Linked DNA regions of Mus musculus: region 2 is linked to region 1. The links are chromatin contacts, called in public HiChIP or PLAC-seq maps. All regions are on one chromosome and are shown on one strand. The core of a region is the stretch at or near the end of the contact, and the rest is flanking DNA. Distances in the headings are between cores, read along the strand shown. Region 1 overlaps Pdgfc (platelet-derived growth factor, C polypeptide). Region 2 overlaps LOC102640985 (a long non-coding RNA gene).

Evidence for each region. HiChIP or PLAC-seq counts read pairs in DNA pulled down with a chosen protein or histone mark.
Region 2: a FOXA1 HiChIP or PLAC-seq map of pancreatic cancer cells shows a contact between it and region 1. The contact joins two enhancer-like sites. A contact is called at or near these places in 17 of 39 promoter capture datasets (the 3T3-L1 cell line, 3T3-L1-derived adipocytes, the HPC-7 cell line and 11 more), 2 of 484 Hi-C or Micro-C datasets (CD4 T cells and cortical neurons), 5 of 115 datasets of contacts at active chromatin or transcription factors (astrocytes, embryonic stem cells and pancreatic cancer cells) and 2 of 9 other capture datasets (liver and macrophages).

Annotation. Positions count from the first base shown.
Region 1 is chr3:81,100,869-81,104,144 of GRCm38.p6, reverse strand. All of the region lies in intron 1 of Pdgfc (platelet-derived growth factor, C polypeptide), which reads right to left. Among named protein-coding and RNA genes, the nearest start is that of Pdgfc, 66 kb to the right of the region's middle. Within about 2 kb of position 1,279, at least 141 of the 459 cell types and tissues checked have an H3K27ac peak or open chromatin away from gene starts, as enhancers often do. A contact at or near this core is called in cortical neurons and pancreatic cancer cells, where this site is marked.
Region 2 is chr3:81,914,766-81,918,522 of GRCm38.p6, reverse strand. LOC102640985 (a long non-coding RNA gene) reads left to right here. Exons shown (of 3, transcript XR_375741.2): 2 at 320-1,407; 3 at 1,879-1,934. Among named protein-coding and RNA genes, the nearest start is that of Ctso, 16 kb to the left of the region's middle. Within about 2 kb of position 2,377, at least 56 of the 459 cell types and tissues checked have an H3K27ac peak or open chromatin away from gene starts, as enhancers often do. A contact at or near this core is called in cortical neurons and pancreatic cancer cells, where this site is marked.

The DNA.
Region 1 (3,276 bases), core at 30-2,529:
CTGTAAGATTGCAGCCTTGGGGTCTTTACACATCCACTTTGGTATGTCCCTTGGTATTGTCCTTGTTAGTTTTTTGGGTTTTTTTTTTTTTTTGACAATTTTGTATGTAGAGGACAACTTGTAGGAGTTGCTCTCTCCTTCAACCATGTGGATTCCAGGGACTTAACTCATGTCCTCAGACTTCACAGTAAACACGCTTACCCACTGAGCTGCCTTGCCCTTTAAAATGAAATACATTTATATGTAACAATCAATAAAAAAGTAACTTTAGTGACCCTCACAGTTGTTTACAATAGTAAATTCTGTTTATTAAAAAAATACCTACATGATCCTCAAAGTGATTAACAAATGCATTCTTGTTCTAAGGAGAGAGATAAGTCAAACTGCTGATCATGCAGGAAAAGAGCACCTGAGAGAAAACACTCAACACAGCATAGAATCCATGAACTGTGCAATTTGAGACTGTAATCTGGGGTGTGAGCTGCTTGGTCCTGGAGTTCACTGGTCAGCCAGTCTATTCAAATGAATAGACTCCAGGTTACATGAGAGAACATCTATCCAATAAATATATAATATATACATATAGACTAGCACACATACATACATACATACATACATACATACATACATGCATATATACATGCATATATCCATTCATAAGGAAGGTACACCGGGACTAGGAATGACAACCTCAACTTTGGATATCCTAGTGCATTTGCACACACAGGAAAATGTACAGACACCACAAATATACACAATGTTTGTATCTCTCTATGTATATGGCACATAAGTGTCTTTGAACAAGCATGAGACTGAACTCTGAGCAAGGCAGAGTAAGCAGGAAAGAAGAGTGAAACAGAAAAAGCGAATGAGGCCAATTTAAAAAAAAAAAAAGCTGAGTGCTGATTCACTGAGACAGTAAACACCACAAACCTATTAAAGGTTAGCTCTGCTGCATTAATAATTAATCCCTTTTCATTAGAGTGAATCAAAACAAGCTCGCTTAGCCAAAACCTTGGCAGAAAACAAGGGAGATTAGACGATTGTAATATTTTAACTACAAACTTCAAAGAAATACCGGGATTAAGGGATCCTGATTCCCTAAATATTAATGAAAGCAACAAACTCATCTCATCAAGTCTAATGCCTGTTTACCAGATACATTGTTTAGAAACATATAGAGAATCACTAAAGGATTGTTAAAAGAACTACTTAGCCGTCTAAATCTTGCAGAGTTAGCTGTAGACATCATTGGTCTGGGGCTTGTTGGAGGATCATCTGCTCTCAGTCAGTCTCTGTAAATGCATCATGCACAGCTAGAGGCACAGGAGATGCTTGCACACACTGATTCACATGCTCAGTTACTCTCCTAAGCTACGAATTAACAGGATTGTCAGTTTACAGAAGCTACTCTGTAGATCAAGGCTGTCTTGTGCCTGGGTACACAGCTGTCTAGACTGGACTGTAAAGGAGAGTACCCTCGGCTGTGAATTCCTTCATCCCCTTCCAGGAACCATTTTCAACATAAAGTCAGCAACTTTTATTCAAATTTGAACAAAGCAAGTTTTATTTAGAATGTTACTAGATATTTCATGTAAACAAATAAAAATTAAGAAAATTCATGCATAAAACATTAAGCATAAATTAACAGCTGAAGTGGACAAGGGTGTGACTCAAGGCCTGTTGTGTACACACAAAAGGACCAGAGCTCCACCCTGGCTCTGCAAATAAAACAAAGATAAAAATACCGAAACTGCTGCAGTAGCCATGGTGATTTCTGAACAGCAAGTGACTGTATTTAGCAACTGAAAGGAAGAGAAATCAGGAAGTGCCCTCCCCCCCCCACCTCACCCCAGACTCATAGGCACTAGAAGTCCAGGAAAACCACAGGCAGCCCCAATACACTCAGCCCTGGACACACACATGACATTCTACAAAACTGATGTTTACTGAGCAATAGGAGAGATGGAACTTTCCTTCAAAAAAAATCAAGGCTTAAAATTGGTCTGAAAAGATGTGTGTTGTGTTGACCATTTGCTGAGAAGGTGGTGTGGTTTTTGGGCAGAAATGATTTCTTTGTGAGAATCTCACATTATTCATGGTAAAGAAGGCCCATTAATATTCACTGCCAATAACAAGGGATTGTTTATTCTTTTGTTTGTTTGTTTGTTTGTTTCTCAAGACAGTTTTTCTGTGTAGTCCTGGCTGTCCTGGAACTTGCTCTGTAGATCAGGCTGGCCTTAAACTCCACCTGCCTCTGACTCCCTAGCACCATTTCTTTGACCTCTCTTTGTAACTGTGACCCTGCGTAATTAACTTGGTTTGTGGCTTTTTTCTGATTGCTTCAAGAACATCATAATCATGGCCCCTAAAGCTCTTCCCATGACTAAGGCAGGAGGGATGCTGCCTTATGATTGCCTGTGCAATCTTAAGTAGAAAAGAAGGGCATGCGTGTGTTGTGGTTCACACCTGTAACCCCAACCCGGAGTAGTCTGAGATAGAACGCACCAGAGGACAAAGCCAGCCTAGGCTTCATGGCAAGCTACCAATCTGTTCTACAGAGTGAGGAAGTGGGAACCATTGCTCAAAAAATATCAAAATAACAAACACATTGGCCTTGGATGGCTCAAACTCAAATCCTAGAATTAGAAAGGTTGAAGCAGGAGAACTGCTGACTATTGAAGGCTGGTATGATCAACACAGCTCAAGGTCACTGTGGGCTGGACATCAAGACTCAGCATGAAATAATAACATATTGCATTTTGCATGTGAATCTGACTGACAAAGTTTGGGCAATGCCCTCCCATTAAAATATGTCTGAAGACTATCTTGTGCAATAAAGTCTGAGGTACGGTCTTTGAAACATGATATATGACTAAGTCCTCAGGAATTCCAGACCTTCTAAAACAGGTGGAGAGCTGTCTGTCCCTTCTACCAAGTCCAAAGGATGAAGGAGAAAGCCAAGCCTAATACAGATACTGAATTTCCAGGCCTTTTAACCAATGGCTTCACAGACTTACCAAATGGCAAGTGACACATTTCTACTATTCATTAATTTCTTATAATACAATCTGGTAAAACTAAGTCAAAAATAAAGAAAACAGGTAAAGTATGTTACTGTGAACTACAAAGGTTCATAACTAAGGCTAGGCTAACCCAGCCTGGTGTAGATACCTCACAGGTCTAAGCTCCTTGTTCACAGAATGTGTGCAGTGTCAGTTCCATCCTGCTGTCCTTTGCATCCCATAGGAATAGGCACTTGTCCCTCTTCCCAAG
Region 2 (3,757 bases), core at 1,128-3,627, 810 kb before region 1:
TGTGTGGAGGGCCTGCTTGTCTGCTGTGGCTCTTCACGGTAGAGATGAGGTCAACTTGTCTCAGAGGCGATTGAGGTTAGAGGATATGATGGAGAATATGAAGTCGCTAGCTGCCTACATGCCAGGGAAGGGCTTAGTCATCAGGGAGAGGCAGCTGATCCCAGGCGACAGAAGCACTGTTACATGTCTCACAGCCAGCTGCAATTCAGCCAAGAGACAGAGCTTGGGGATTAATAGGACCCAAGAACTATCAGCTAAGATGGACTGGACCTCAGGCAGCCTGAATGAACTTGACACGCTTTATATGATTCTTCCCCAGCTTCCCATGGGTGGCCTTGAACTCACGACAAGCACTGTTCATCAAGCATCAGAAAGAAGAGATGACAGCAGGAAGAGTAGAACACACTTCCTTAATCCTTCAAAAGTGAGCTTTTGAAGAAAGCCAGCTCCATGGTTGACGTTCCTTCCGATATGACATGTACCGTGGAAGGAAAATAAAACCACATACAGACAAATATCTGTACCTTTGACATTTATTCAACTCTAAAGTTTAAGGGGATTTTTCTTCTCATTCTATGTACTACAATGGTATAATCAAACATGGGTGAGGATTTTTCCCTTACTGTGTGTATTGTAGGTGTCTGTATCTGAGAACTAACAATAGCTTCCAGCCACATATTAAAAAAACACCATGAATCATTGTGGCCAGACATCCTCAGAACCAGACCAGGAAAATAACAGTCCTGTGCCTGGGGCCTGTCTGAGGAGGGGAGGAAGGAGTTCTTAGTCTTCAGGGAGGGCATCCCTGAGTCATACCAACCCCAACAGAGATTGCAGCATTAAGGTCTTTGCTAAACAGCAGCCAGGGTAAATATGGAGAGTATAAACCTTGGAAAGGATGGAGAGTCAATAGGGAAACCTAGCATTCTGAGCCACACTGGAATTCCCATTCACCAACACAGCTGCTTGCCTGCCTGCCTGCCGCCGGCTTTCTACACAAGGCAGATGCAGGCCATAGAAGATGAGGAACTGACAAGCAATCCTGGTCATGTGGGTGTAGCAAGAGTGAATACCTTTTCCTAGCACAGTGGAACTCTCCAAAGGTAGCTTTAAGGTGCCCTGCCACGGAACCCCAGGGCATGGTCTCAGGTGAACTATTAAGGGCTAGAGTTGTGGGAGACTGGAGGGTTCAGATGGCGCCATTCCCTGCTATCACTGCAGAGAATTGTGAGGGGAATCTATAGAGCATCTCCTACCTGTGTTCATGCCAGTGACAGCACCGATGTCATTTCACAGCAGGTCTGCCTCGGATAGGGGCATATCAGTGTCTCCCATGGTACAGCAGTGGATTTCTGTTGCCCAAGGACCCCTGGCCCTGTTCCCTGCCTGTCTGCTGGTTATTGTCAGGTAAGAGCATGAGGTTTAAGTGTGTGGAAGGGACAGTGACAGAGATACCTAGGTCTTTCATTACATCATCTCATATGCATATTATGCACAGGCAGGAAGGACAGACTGAATTAGGTCTGAGGCTGCAATTTTATCTCGCACAGGATTGCATTTAAATAACAATAAATATTCATACCTTATGAAAATCCTGCAAGATGACATTCAGTGGTTGGAGGAGAGCATGCAAATGAGTGTGTCTGGAAAATGTGGCTGAAAAATGTAAATTCATTTTATTTTCATAGTAGCAACAAACTACTTATAGTGACTAGTATGGAACTTGATGAAAGCAATATAAGATAATTGCTAAGGAAGGCATAAAGAAACCTTGCTTTTACTAGTAGGTACATATTAGTACATAATTTGTCTCTGCTCTAGATCTAGTCACCATGAATCCTTTTAATAAATAGGACATTCTTCTCTTTATTTACACAGCATGCCATACCGAACGGATGTGAAATAACTTACCCAGAGATGAACAGCTAATAAGTGATGGATGTGGGAAAAACTTAGGTAAATAGCATGTCCAAGCCAGCCCTTATTCTACTGGGACTCCACTGCCACCAATGGAGGTGGCCAGTCAGATAGGCTTCACACTGAGTGTCTGCTTTGTTTATTGTAGCTAAAGGGATATGAAGGCATCCATTCAGCATGGGGATGCTAAACAGACATGTCAAATGTCTATGATCATTCCTTGTCAGTTAGCATCCTGATCCTTTACTTTAAAACTTAGAGAGCTGGTGCAGCCCTGGCTTCCCCGTGGCTCTCCTTTGTTTGTATGATGTGCTTTGGTGCCATGGAGACTGTGTCTGCCGACTGATGTTAGCACGCCATTACAAACATTGCCTGTTCTTGCTTTGCTTTGCCCAAGATGAAGAGTTGTGCTAGGCTTGTGTGGCACCCTGCCATCTGGACCCACTCAGGCTTCCTTTCTTGACACATGTTCACCAAGTGACTCACTTCCTCTTGGTGAGCTTCTGTACAGACTTTCCAGTGGCTCTGTCCATTTCCATTTGGAAGAGTAAATGACAAGAGAAGGAAGAGGGAGAATTCAGGACCAGGCACAGAAAGTGACCTTCGATTTTTTTTTTTTTTAATTTTGTAGATACTGGCAGAACTCTGAAAACAAGCATTAGCTGGGAGCTTTATTAAGATTTTCTCATTTTAGTTTTCCAGGATCTAAAACCGCAGATTACATTATCTGATACATATCTATACTCCTAGCCTCTTAAGCTTTGAAATTGAGGGAGTCTTGAGAATTAAATACTTGGTCTGGACTCAGTATTTGGTTGAATATTCCTGGTCTATTTATGATTTCTGTGGGTCTGCTTAAAACTACTTTATCATTAAGCTATGGCATACGTAAGTTTGATGTTTCCTATATATTATATACCTTAAATTTTACCAGTAAGGCACATGTTTTCTCTCATTGGTGCTGTAATCTATTCCATAGATTAATATCTGAGGACTTATTTGAATCTTAGCTTTTATACTTGTTTTGAATTTCGTTCCTATATATAATGATTTAAATGACTTAAGAGCTAGGTATTGGCTCATGCATATAATTTCAGCACTAAGGGAGCTGAGGCAGAAGGAATGGCATTGTCATAAGTATGGGGATAACCTGGGATACACAGCGGGTTCCAGAATAGCTTAGGCTATCAACTGAATCCTTTCTAAACGACCTCAATCAAGGCAAACAAACAGAAACTGTAAAATAACTTGAGCTTGATTGGCACCATTGCACAGCTGAGAACACCGGCCAAACAATAGTCTCTTATCCACACCCTGGAAGCTATTTCTTAGCAGATGAGAAAAGAGTAATGGGACAAAAGGGAGGATCTGTAGAGATGATTATTAATGTCATAGAAATCAAGAGATTTGGCTCAAGCACATTTTCTTCCCAAGACCCATTAAAAGCAGAAAAATGTAAACACGATATCTAACTCAACTTGAAATTTTAAGGCGCAACTATTCAAAATATATATCTAGCATACCCTAGGGTCTTAGACAAGCTAATGCTTTGCTAACTGGAGACCAAGTCTATGAGTGGACATATTGATTTCAATGATCAGCTCCATGTTATCCAACTCTGTTGAGGTTTGGATTCTTATATCAAGCATTAGCTCTTCTGTGGTCTTCATAAAAGCTAGAAATATCCAAATAGCAGCACGGACCTTGTTTTATTGACAAAGAAGGTGATGATATTTTCTGATGAATTTATTGGTCAGAGGTCATGCAAAGAGGTAGCTCAAAATATTTTAGCTTTTAGATGCTGCATGAATGTCCAAATCTCACAAAAGGAAGGTGAAGC